Regions from separate parts of the Triticum aestivum genome. Here region 1 is linked to region 2. Evidence: chromatin contacts called from public Hi-C data. All regions are on one chromosome and are shown on one strand. Each heading gives the region's core, a stretch centred on a gene start, on an enhancer-like site or on the middle of the called end of the contact. The rest is flanking DNA. Distances are from core to core; before and after follow the strand shown. Region 1 holds the start of LOC123091453 (disease resistance protein RGA2). Region 2 holds the start of LOC123091451 (F-box/LRR-repeat protein 4).

Region 1 (6,364 bases), core at 1,064-3,563, 180 kb before region 2:
CACCTGCATGGAGGGAGTACATATGTTTAGGGCATATACAAGAGTGCAACGCTTCTGTGGCTAGGCTCATCTGCATCCGGCCAGAGAAAAAAATCACAAAAAAAAATAAAAAAAACATTTTTTTTGCATGGTAGAAAAATTATTCTATGAGGTTCGCTTCAATTTTCAGATCATTTGGACATCTGAGTTACTCTCAGCAAAAAAGACAAATCAGGTCAAAACAGTGCATGAATAGTAAACTTTTTTAAGATCCTGAATTTGCCTTTTTTGCCGAGAGCAGCTCATATGTCCAAATGATCTGAAAATTGGAGTGGACCTCACACATCAAATTATCTACCGTGCAAAAACTTGGAATTTCTTGAATTTTTCTAGTATTTGTTTTGGGTGCAGATGTGCCTGAGCTCAGAAGTGGATTATCGTATATACAATGGTTTATAAGACATTCTTATTTTATCTCTGCCATGTACATTTTTTTGCGGGGACCTGCCATTTAATTTAGATATGACAATAAAACTAATATACCATGAATTATCTCTTATTCTTATCTCTAGTAACTAGATATAGCTAAATATGTGGTAAGTGATGTCGTTCTAAGTGATCATCCCTTAATTAAGAAAAGGTAAACTTTTTCTTCTAGTTTGTCTCTCCCACCTCAGTATTTATTCTACGCGGCACCGCTAAGATATTATCATTGTACATGCCATAAGACCGTGATGAACCAATTCAAATAAATGATTAAATACTTTGAATCATGTACATTTTTCTCTAGTTTTTTTGGGACAACATCACTAAGCTTTATTAATCACTTTTTTTTACAGGGATTGATATACTGTCATAGGGAACGCCAGGCCACACATGGCGTCCCACACTCAAAGAACTAGCATACTTAGCAATGTTGTGAGCTTCGTAATTATGATTACGCCGTTCATGGATAAGAGAACATTCCGACGAAGAAAAAACTCAGAATGCTAAGTGATCTCCTTAATAACTACTCCATGCAATCCCATTGTAGTCCGACACAATGACTAGCTTTTGTTATGCACTAGTGTATATGTATATCAAGTTCAACATCTCTTAGTCTTATCTATAGTAATTAGCATACCCTTTGTCTTGCGCTCCCAGGCAAACAAGGTGATTAGGGTTCAACATATTCTCGTTGGCGCCGCCATCGGTCCGCCTTGTCTTCGATGGCTTTAGGGCCACGAAGGCACGGTGAGCCCGGACCCTTTCCGGTGGGAGGGATCGTGCTCCATTCTTAAATTAGAGTTTTCAGTTTGATTAGGGTTTTGTGTCCTACTCATGGAGACGAGACGACGACGCCTTCTTGAAGATGGAATAAGGTCCTTCCCACCTAGCCTGCGAGATGCGTCTAGCGCAGTCGACTACAACAAGGTTTTGCCCGACTCCGATGAGGGAGGGATGATGACGATAACACTGCCTGGGCTCGCTCCAATTCTTGTAGTCGTAGCTAGGTGCTCTTCGGACTTGAATGTAATTTTTGGTAATTCTACTGTTCTTCGTACTGTCATGGCATATGATGACTAGATCAAAAGTTTTCCTGAAAAAAGACACCATGCTAAGGGATCATCTCTTAATTAAGAGAAGATAAATTTTATTTTAGTTTCTCTCTCCTTCACCTCATTACTTATTCTATGTGAAACTACTAAGATAACATAATTGTACACGCCCTAAGGCCCTGATAAACCAATTAAAAAGAAATGGTTGAATACTTTGAATCATTTCCATTGTTCTCTAGTGTGTGTATGCTGAGTTCACCACTCGAAAACGCATAGAAGCTCTCGGGTGCCAATAACATGCACCCTATATGAATAGTAAAAAACTAGGAAATATAAAAAAAATCTGAAATTTCGGGGTATCAAACATGGTCATTCATTCTGTTCACGTACGAAGTGGTACTCTTAGTGAAGAAAATATAGTTCAACCTACGATTTATTCAAACGTTTTTTATATAATTATTTTTTGTCTTTTTTGCTGAGAATACCACGGATATCATTTCTTTATGAAACTTGATTCGGGAGTACACTGTCGACCAGGTTTGATACCCTGAAATTTCAGGATATTTTTATTTTTTTAGTATTTTTTATTTTACTGTTCATATAGGGTGCATGCCCGAGAGCTAGAGCTCCTAATCCGTGTCCGTTCACCATTTCCCTATGTTGAACTTGCAACTAAATACTCCGGCCCATCTAAAACAGCCCAACGAAGGGGTCCCCGTCGCAATTAATACAACGGCCCATCTAAAACAGCGAATCCCCATCACGCCTGAGCTCACCGACGCGTGTAAGCATCTCTCTTGGCCCCTCAAAAAAAAATCTCATTCTCAAAAAAACAACAACAAATCTCTCTCGGCTCCTCCACTCGTCGGCGCGCGTCACCATCTCCATCCCCCGCCGACCCCCGCCGACCACCCGACTGTCTCTCCGTCCATCGCGGTGGCGCCGGAGCCGGTGAAGCAGAATGGACGACCAAGGAATCCCTTCCCACCCCTCGCGCGTCCATCTCCGGCCTGCTCCGATTCCTATCCCCCCTCTCCCTCCCACGCGGCGCCGAGTCAGCCGACCACCAACCCCTCCCGAGGTAGGTCAGGAAGGTACCTCACCCCGAACCCGAAGGTACACGCACGCACTGACGTCTCTTCCGCTCGGAGCTTTGCGTCACATACTCACATGGTGGCGCCTGGCGCGGTGCGCACATGGAAGATGCAGATTGCAGAGATACGTGCGTACTTCTGTATCCGCGCGCGATCAAGTCGTGCAACCGCAGTTGCAAAGCATGCCAGTTGGATTCTAGCGATTCCCGCGTACAAGTTTGGGGTGTCGGTTCACCACACCCGACGCAAAGGATTCCCTTACATTGGGATTCTGTTTCATATTTTGCTGTGATGATGCACTGTCCCTAGATTTTGGGTTCTAGCGGTTCCCGTGTATAACCTTGGCGTGTCAGTTCGAGGAAACTGTGCTAATTAGCATGCGATAATCAGGGGGTTCTTCTTAATACTAGCCACAGTGCTTTTATTTTAGTCATTCGAGAGTAGTCATGGCAGGACAAGTGCAGACAGACTGTACTGGTCATGAGATTCTGTTCATATGTGGTGGTGATGCAGTAGGACTAAAATTATCTCTGAACACGAGTCGAGCGTTGGGCTGTAGCGGTCTCCATGTTTAAGAGTTGAAGGAGACAATGCTAATTAGCACATGATAGTCATGGACTCGTAATTTTGCATTCCGTCGGTTTTAATTCTGTTAGCGTTTTGTTTTGCTAATAGTGGTGGGGAAGGAATCGAAGGCTTCGAACACGAGCATGTATTTTGCTTCGAGTAATGATGTCAATTTTATTCGATTCAAACGCTTTGGTTAGCAAAAGCAGAGGGAGTAATTATTTCTTTACAGAGGGAGTAATTGTCAGCAAAACCAGGGTAAGCTTTGCTCCGGGATGGTGCCTACATGACGCTCCTTCCCTAATATTTTTTCCTGGTCTGAGTCGTGAGTCAGAAGGTCCACGTTAACTGAAGCGAATTAGATTTATCTGGAATATCTTGACTTTGGAGAATAACTCCGACCTTAGCTTGCCAAGCTTGTTTAGCAGGAATTTACCCCACTTGCACCAACTTGCCAGTACTTTAGTTTTCTATAGTTAGGCAGCTTGGATTATGCAGGTGATGGTGACAAGTTTCCACAGTACTAGTGGCTGTTAACTTCCCATTTCAAAGTTCAATGTACTTCCGATTTCAATAATAGGACTAAAATTATCTCTTACATGTCTCTAATATGGGGTTCTAGACTTCTAGTGGTCTCCATGTTTAAGAGTTGGAGGAGACCATGCTTGTTAGTACATGATAGTCATGGACTTTTAATTATGTATTCCGCCGGTTACAATTTTCTCTCAGCATTTTGTTTCTCTAATATGGGGAAGGATTGGAATACGAGCATTTATATTGTTTTGATAAATGACATCAAATTTATTCGATTCAAACATCTAATTGTTAGCAAAACCAGGGTTAAGCCTTCATGACATGTCTCCCCTAATATTATTCGTGGTCTGGGTGGTGAGTCATAGTGTCCATATTAACAGGAACGAATCATATTTATTGTTCACTAAAAATAATCAGATTTATCTAAATCTTTTTGACTGGAGAATAGCTCCAACCTTAGCTTGCCAAGCTTGTTTAACAGGAATCTATCGTGCAGCAACTTGCCAGTACTTATGTTTTCTATAGCTAGGCACCTTAGATTATGCAGCTGATGGTGACAGATTTGTACAGTACTAGTGGCTGTTACCTTCTAATTTCAAAGTTCAATGATTTCCCATAATTGTTGAAATTTCCGGCCGCCTAGCTAGGCTCATATTTCAGTAATGTCTCAGTCATCTGAAAGAGAAATCAGTTGACCATGCATTGCCGCCCTTGGACTGTAATATATTGCTTACTCTAACCTGAATTTAACCATACGCAAGTCTATGTGGTAGGATGCAAACAATATATTGACCTCAGTTGACAGTGAATTTTTACTTTAATGTACACAGGCCTCGAGTTGTAGTTTACCTAGAGGAGAGATCGGTTGTCTTCTATCGTGACCGTGGGATTCTATCTTGAGAGTAAGGCATATTGCAGAGGTTTATTTTTGAACTGCATGAGGTATGCCATTCATGGGACCATGCTGTAATATATCTGACCCCTTGAGAAATTTGTTTTGGCTGGCAGTTCTTAGTGAGCTGATAGGCTAGCCAACTAGTAAGTGATGCATCAAACCAGAAATTAGCATGTCCTCTAGTGTTTGCTAATCTCAAATTTTTCGTTTACCTTGTGGGAAGACAAATTTCTTGTACTAGAATTAAGTTTCGTTCTTCAGAGGAGGACAGCGCACAGCCACACAGGCAAACCACGTTATTCTAGCATGCTTGTCTAATCAATGGCATCGGAACCTTCTGCCTCCCTCTCGTCCAGATAAACCAAGCATATACTGTACAGTGCTAGTGCGTCTTCGTTTGTACTTCCCTTTGGCATTCATGTTAAGTACGTGTACCGTGTATCTTATGCGGGATTAGGGAACATACCGATAGACAAAGGATGATGCTTTAGGTGACTTGCTACCTAGCTGGGGATTAGGAGACCACCAAGCTGATGCTACAGAACGGAAAGCAACAGTTTGTTTTGCTGCTCTTGTTTTCAGCAATTGCTGTGAGGGGCTCCTCTCAACCACCGAACCCCATAGGCCTTCTATTGGTGGAATTCTTAGTGATCTTTGTCCACTGTTCTTCCTTCCCATATTTTTGAAGATGTTAGGCCACGTTGCGTCAGTGAAATGCCGACAAGTGTCGTTTGAGAATCTCTCTATTATCAGCTTAAACCCTCTGACCTCCACCACTTGTTTCAAACCTTTATTCTTATTCCCACTGAATAGTTCAAGAGCAAAAGTGTTATATATATTTAGGCAAATGCTGATTCCATCAATGTATTAGCATATAATACTGAATATTTGATTCATGTTGTCTAATTAATAGTTTCTTTCCTTGTCCAGCAGCAGTGCTTACCAACTATGATTATGATGATAATTAGGTATCCACCTGCCGTCCTTAACTCATTTGATGTCAGTGAGCATGTTTCCTGAGCATGCTGGGCTCCCGCGTCGTTGACAAAATGGGCCATACAATCATTCCTGTTAGTCTCAACTCTCAAGGAATTAATTTGAGCCCTCTATGACGAAATCTTGTAGGGTGTGGTGGGGGCATATGATACTTAATGTCCGGTTGTGAAGGCAGTTGTACTGCTGGTTGTGATGAAAAGTACCATGCTGCCAAGATCCTTTTTAAAGTGATTTCTTCTTTTACATCATATTGTCTACACTCTTACAGTTGTACTTTGGCATCTTTTTCTTTTTCTGGTCGAACACAACAATATTCCATGACCAAGTAAATTCACAATGTTACTCTTGACAATGTGCAGATTTTGCCAGCTTTGCTTGTCCTGTAATAAAGACATCTCAGCATAGTGCAGGAAAAAATATTTAGTTACCTCAGTGGAATCATCCAGACTCTCTCCAGAGGAAAAAAAAACTTATACAATGCTGAAAGCTCTCCGGAACACACCATTTGTGCACTTGTAATCTGAAGTTCTGAAATAGTCAGTGAAAAGCTGTACATGGTTGGACTCCATCCAGATTTTCCTGCTGTTGGTAGTTTCTGGAAACGATCATTTTGGAATTGCCAGGCGGGAAGGCAGGAGAAACATTCAGATCAGTAGCAAGAGGCAGCCTGGAACCAGGAAATCTGTGTGGCCTACGCTTGTGTTTTGTAAGTTCCACTTTGCAACAGCTCTATTCCTTGAGACAGGCAGCTTTGCCCTCTT
Region 2 (6,343 bases), core at 543-3,042:
TTCGGTGCTTGATCGGTTGGATCGTGAAGACGTACGACTACTTCCTCTACGTCGTGTCATCGCTTCCGCAGTCGGTCTGCGTTGGGTACGTAGACAATACTCTCCCCTCGTTGCTATGCATCACATGATCCTGTGTGTGCGTAGGAAATTTTTTGAAATTACTACGAAACCCAACAGTATAATCCATGGACTCTACATTAGTCATAAAAAACTCACATATTTATTGCAAAAATCTATTAGTTATCGAAACAAAGTACTACACACATGCTCCTAGGAGGATAGATTGGTAGGAAAAGACCATCGCTCGTCCTCGACCGCCACTCATAAGAAAGACAATCAATAAATATCTCATGCTCCAACTTCGTTACATAGCGGTTCACCATACGTGCATGCTACGGGAATCACAAACCTCAACACAAGTATTTCTCTAATTCATAATTACTCACTAGCATGAATCTAATATCATGATCTTTATATCTCAAAACAATCATAAGAAATCAAATTTCTCATAGTATTCAATGCACTCTATATGAAAGTTTTTAATATACCCCTCTTGGATGACTATCATATTAGGACTAAATTTATAACCAGAGCAAATTACCATGCTATTTAAAAAGACTTTCAAAATAATATATGTGAAGCATAAGAGTTCAACAATTTATATAAAATAAAACCACCGTCGTGCTCTAAAAAGATATAAGTGAAGCACTAGAGCAAAATTGTCTAGCTCAAAAAATATAAGTAAAGCACATAGAATATTCTAATAAATCATGATTCATGCATGTCCCTCTCAAAAGATGTGTACAGCAAGGATGATTGTGACAAACTAAAAAGCAAAAACTCAAATCATACAAGACGCTCCAAGCAAAACACATATCATGTGATGAATAAAAATATAACTTCAAGTAGAGTTACCGATAGACGAAGACGAAAGAGGGACTGCCTTCCGGGGCATCCCCAAGCTTAGGCTCTTGGTTGTCCTTGAATATTACCTTGGGATGCCTTGAGCATCCCCAAGCTTAGGCTCTTGCCATTTTCTTATTCAATTGTCCATCAAATCCTTACCTAAAACTTAAAAACTTCACAATACAAAACTCAACAGAAAATCGCATAAGCTCCGTTAGTATAAGAAAATAATCACCACTTTTGATACTGTTGTGAACTCATTCTTTATTTATATTGATATAATATCTACTCATTCCAACTTTTCTATGGTTCATACCCCCGATACTACTCATAAATTCATCAAAATAAGCAAACAACACATAGAAAACAGAATCTGTCAAAAACGGAACAGTCTGTAGCAATCTGAAAACTTCGAATACTTCTGTAACTCCAAATATTCTAAAAATTAGGATAGCCTGGGTAATTTGTGTACCAATCTTGTGCAAAAAGAATCAGATCAAAAACACGCTTCTGTAAATTATGAAAATTATTTTCCTACGCGCAAACGTTTCTGTTTTTCAGCAGGATCAAAACAAATTATCACTGTAAGCCATCCCAAAAATCTTACTTTACGCAACACTAATTAAAAAAGTGTTTCATGAAAAAGAAAGAAAACGCCGAGACGAAAGCATTCCATGGAGCCTCGAATCCTGTGATTTATCCATCGGAGCCGCCTCCACAACCATTTTGGAAGGATAGCCAACGCACGCTCACGCCGCCGATGTTGATACGATACGATACCCCCACCTCGCTTGTCGGCATCTCCCTCCTTCCCCACCTAATCTCGCGGGCGGCCACACAAGAGCGACCCCCCTCCCCACCTTCCCCAGCCCCATCCCCACCTGAGGCCGCCGAGCAGCCCAATTCCCCTGGAGGGAAAATTTTACCTGGGCACGCCGTGCCGATGAGCTGAGGCGTGGCCGCGTTCTCCCCCTGGCTACGGCGCCAATAAGCCCCCGACGCGGCGGCGGAGGCCGCCGCGCCGGCTGCGGTGGCGGGGCATGCGGCGACGTGGACGCCGCGCTCTGCGACGACCTGCTGCAGGAGGTGTTCCGCCTGCTCCCGCCCGCCGCCGGGCCGGCCGTCTCCCTCGTCTCCCGCCGCTGGGTCGCGCTCCTCCGAGCCTCCACGTCCCGCCTCACCCTCCGCCTGCCGCCGGCCTTCACCGGAGCATCGGCCTCCGCGGCTGCGGGTCCTCTGGCTGACCTGCTCTCGCGCTACCCGTATCTATCCGCGCTGGCCGTCGTCTCCGCGTCCTCGGCCGCCGCTCACGACGCCGACGCGCTCCTGCTCGCGGTGTCCGCCTCGCCGTCGGCCACCAGGCTCACGGCGCTGCGGTTCTCGGTCGGTTCGCCCGTCTCGCCCGCTGCACTGCGCGACGTCTCCGTCACCCTCTCCGGCCTCACCTCGCTCCACCTCGCCGCCGTCAGCCCCCTGTCGTTCCGTTGGCTCGCCTGCTTGCCCTGCCTCAAATCCTTCGCCTTTGTCAACTCCGCCGTTGCTGCCGTTGACTCGGCCGGTTCCAGCTCCGATGAAGACTCCAGCTGCGAGGGCGACGCCGTAGGGGCGTTGCCTCTGGAGAGGCTGTCGCTGTGCGGCATCCGCTCCGGCGACCACGGACTCGGGTGGCTATGGCAGCGCTGTGGGAGCCTACGGTGGCTGCAGCTGCGCGCTTGCGACGGCATCGGAGATGGCCCCGCGTCGAATGCCTTCTCAGGATGCCTCGCCGGCCTGCTCGAGCTTGAGCTCCGCGCTTGCCGAACCGTCGCCGACCGCGTCCTCCTCATCGCCGCTGACCGGTGCTGTGCTCTCAAGTCTCTCCTGGTGTATGACGGCGGCAGCAGGGAGGCCCTTCTCCAGTTCATCCGTCGGCGCGGCGCGGCACTGCATACCTTGGACCTCCGCCTGCCTCTCGACCTGCACAATGACCACCTCCTTGCAATTGGCGCAGAGCAAGGCCACGACACCCGGGGCAGTCTTGCCGTGCTTCGCCTTCAAAGCTGTGTCCTCGTCACGGGGGACGGGCTCCGTTCTCTCGCGCGCACGGCCATTGGGGCGGGCATCAAAGAAGTCGCCCTGGTGAGCTGCGACGTAGTTGAACGGGAGCCTGGGCTGCTCACGTTCCTCAGCCAGAGCATGCGCCACCTCCGCCGGCTTGATCTGTCTTACAACGAGACCCTGAAGGACAAGGAGATTGGAGCCATGCTATCATCTTGCCGGAATCTAATTGACATCCGGTTTAGGGGTTGCCGCGGCATTACCGGTGAATCGCTACTCTCATTGCTTAGGCACTGTGGGCAGACAGTGGAGGTTGTGGACATCTCCCGCTGCCCTGCCATTAAAGGGGCCAGTGTCGAACTCTTTGCACAGCGAGCCGCCCGTTTGAACCATTTGGTCATCGAGGAGAGCTTGGTGTCGGAGGAACTGAAGGCGATTGCACGGACGAAACGCATGGAGGTTGGCCCATTGCCTTGTGAAGGATCATTCTGACGTATGGTAAATCTTCTTCAGATGAAACTCATCGAAGCTGGGATTTAAGAATCTTATACTGCATGTTCAATAAGGAAAATGCTTTCCTTCTGTATAATACCCTGGTGGGAATGTGTGTAAATCTTCTTAACTGTGAACTTGTCATGAAAAAGCTCCTCTTGCTGCCTGGCATGTAAATTGAGCAGCAAGAATTGTGCTATTGTACATGTGTCAATCAAAGAAATAAAATTGGAATTATTACATGAGTTTCCCTTTATTTTTAGTGAGTAATGTATAATTATGCAAGAGCTGTATGATTTATTTAGATAAAGCTACAACCAAATAATTTGATGCCACTCCTGTTCTGCAAGTACTTTTTAGGGTTATAATTCCGGTTTGTGAGTTTGGTGGAGTCGTAAAAACAGATCAGATGCTGAACATGTTTTCAAACTACTCCCTCCGTAAAGAAATATAAGAGCGTTTACATCACTCTTTAGTGATCTAGATGCTCTTATATTTCTTTACGGAGGGAGTACATTCATTCATTGTTTCAGATATTGATGTTCTCAAACTACTTCGTACTCATATAGCTTCAGAATATTGATTCAAAGATGTACTCAGGATAAGCATAAGTTCAGGTATGGATGGGAAGAACATCGGATGTAGATTCATTGAAGTCGGTAGTTCTGCATTTTGTTTTGTTTTATAATCATAGTATGTTTCACTCATCGTGAGATCAGCATGTCTCAGCTAAATGAGGCAAGTCAGATTTCTTGCTGTGGTCTTAACCTCTTCTATTCTACTCCCTCCGTTCCTAAATATAAGTCTTTGTAGAGATTCCACTATGAACCATATACGGATGTATATAGATGCATTTTAAGTGTAGATTCATTCATTTTGCTCCTTATGTAGTCCAAGTAGTGGAATCCCTACAAAAACTTATATTTTGGAACGGAGGGAGTACATGATATAACCTCCTCGGTAAAAGAACCACCCAAGAAGCATCAGTTCAGCAATGCTCAGCTAGCTTTACATTGGCCTTCTGCATTAATGGGATGAAATGGTTACAGACTTACAACTAATTGAACTAAACTGCAATCTCACTGCTGTGTTATTGATAGCATGTTCTCTAGCTACAGAGGTCAATGTTGAGTTCAGTTATTTACGTACACATCTGGCATATATTCGATTATTTGGCTTATCCTTTGATGTTGAAATACTTTTGGAAGTCATGCATCATTTTGCTAAAGCTTATTTAGGTACTCAATTTGAACTGTGGGATGTCTTGCTTGAATGTCCTCGGAATCAGGTTACTGTTATGGATACACGATGATAGAACAGTTCAAAGTGTTCCCTTCTGTTGAGAAAATTATTTTGAATTAATTTCACAGATTAAGCCATTTCAGTTGCTATCTTATTCTATGCAGGCTTTTATGCTGATTTATTAGATCTAGTGCTCTTTATATAAATCAAGAAGATGGCAGTGGTCAAAGTGATTTATTTTCACAATTCAACATTCGAAGTGTTAGTGTTACTGAAGACCAAGTTGAGATAGTATAAAGGTTTGATTTTTACCAATATTTTTGGCAACAACTCCATTGACTTGATTAATTTATATTGTTTTTGGTGAGTTTGATTGTCGCCATCCTATTATCCTCCAAGAGATAGAACACCAAATGGTCCAAGCTGGGCTTGCTGAGTGTAGATGTGCTCATGTGCCACACAGAAGTACTACCTCTGTTCACTAATGTAGGACGTTTTGGCAGTTCAATTTAAAACTGACAAAACGTCCTACATTAGTGAACAGATGGTGTACTGTCAATTTCATCACCTTTTCTTTATCATAGGTAGGAGTATAATTTATTAGAAAAGCATCTTTACAAAACCTCATGTCTTGGGTTGTTTTGAGCTTAATCGTCCCAGGAGGAAGCACATGATTATCTGGATTGTGCAGATTGAGTTATGTGTTTCTTGTGCCTGAGGCTCATAATGATTTGATTTTTTTTGTTTGCTCTGCAGGCGTAATTCAGGCCTAATTGAGCTGGATGACTGCTAAGTATGTTCTCTGTCAGATGACTTTTACTTATGTACTACCTCCATAAAAAAATATAAGACATTTTTGTAGGCTAAACTAGCCTACAAAAACGTCTATATTTTGGGACGGAGGTAGTAGCTGAGTGGCCTAAAATGTTGTTTTACACCTTGAGAGACCGGATTTTAGTTTTAGGTAGCATTAACTGTGTTATGGATGTTTATGGTTCCTGTTCTGCTGCAGAATCAGATTAAATGTTTTCCTTTTTTCTATATATTTATGTCCTAAAAAATTTCACCTAAACCTTTTTAATTAAAAACTTGTTTACTAGTCTTCTCTGAAACGAGCTTGTGGGAAACTAGTGAAAGGGAACTACTTCACGCTTCTGACTATGACCGTTTCGATGTGCCCAAAGTGTGTAGTCGCCGCTAGTTGGTTCCAATCAGTTTCACAACTTCCATCATCGCTAGTTGCTTCCTTTCATCCTTTGTTTACTTAACTTTCAGCCACCTACTCCTATATCACTTTCCAAACTGTTTGAGTGGATTTTCATGCTTCCCGCTGAAGGCTCACAGTGGAGATGATCTTGTCAGCCGTTTCATCTCCTTGAGCCAGAAATATGGGGAACAACGTGCGAGTGCGACGACGGAAACAGATGACATCTAGCGGCCGAAAAGTATCTTGCTAAGAATCCACAACATCATCGAGAAGGCGGAGGAAGGCAGTTCATAAACCGTGGAATGATCCTCCAGCTCAAGGGGCTCGTGGAGGGCATGTACCTACTACCTAAGTATCTTGGGTACTATGTGCTTGACACCTTCAAATTTCCAGTTCATTGAAGATGAGGGTGCTCCTGACGATCATCAGGTGATCCACAAGTGACTTCAGCTTCGTTCG

The links. A called contact is a pair of places that touch in the nucleus more often than the background predicts.
Region 1: a contact with region 2 is called in a Hi-C map of leaf, with 1.9 times the contacts expected there. The contact joins the promoter of LOC123091453 here to the promoter of LOC123091451 in region 2. A contact is called at or near these places in 4 of 5 Hi-C or Micro-C datasets (leaf and an unstated tissue).

What each region holds. Positions count from the first base shown.
Region 1 is chr4B:131,025,699-131,032,062 of IWGSC CS RefSeq v2.1, reverse strand. It overlaps LOC123091453 (disease resistance protein RGA2), which reads left to right and starts at 2,313. Exons shown (of 4, transcript XM_044512964.1): 1 at 2,313-5,830; 2 at 5,963-6,309.
Region 2 is chr4B:130,848,721-130,855,063 of IWGSC CS RefSeq v2.1, reverse strand. It overlaps LOC123091451 (F-box/LRR-repeat protein 4), which reads left to right and starts at 1,792. Exons shown (of 1, transcript XM_044512960.1): 1 at 1,792-3,675. The coding sequence starts at 1,792. The coding sequence ends at 3,435.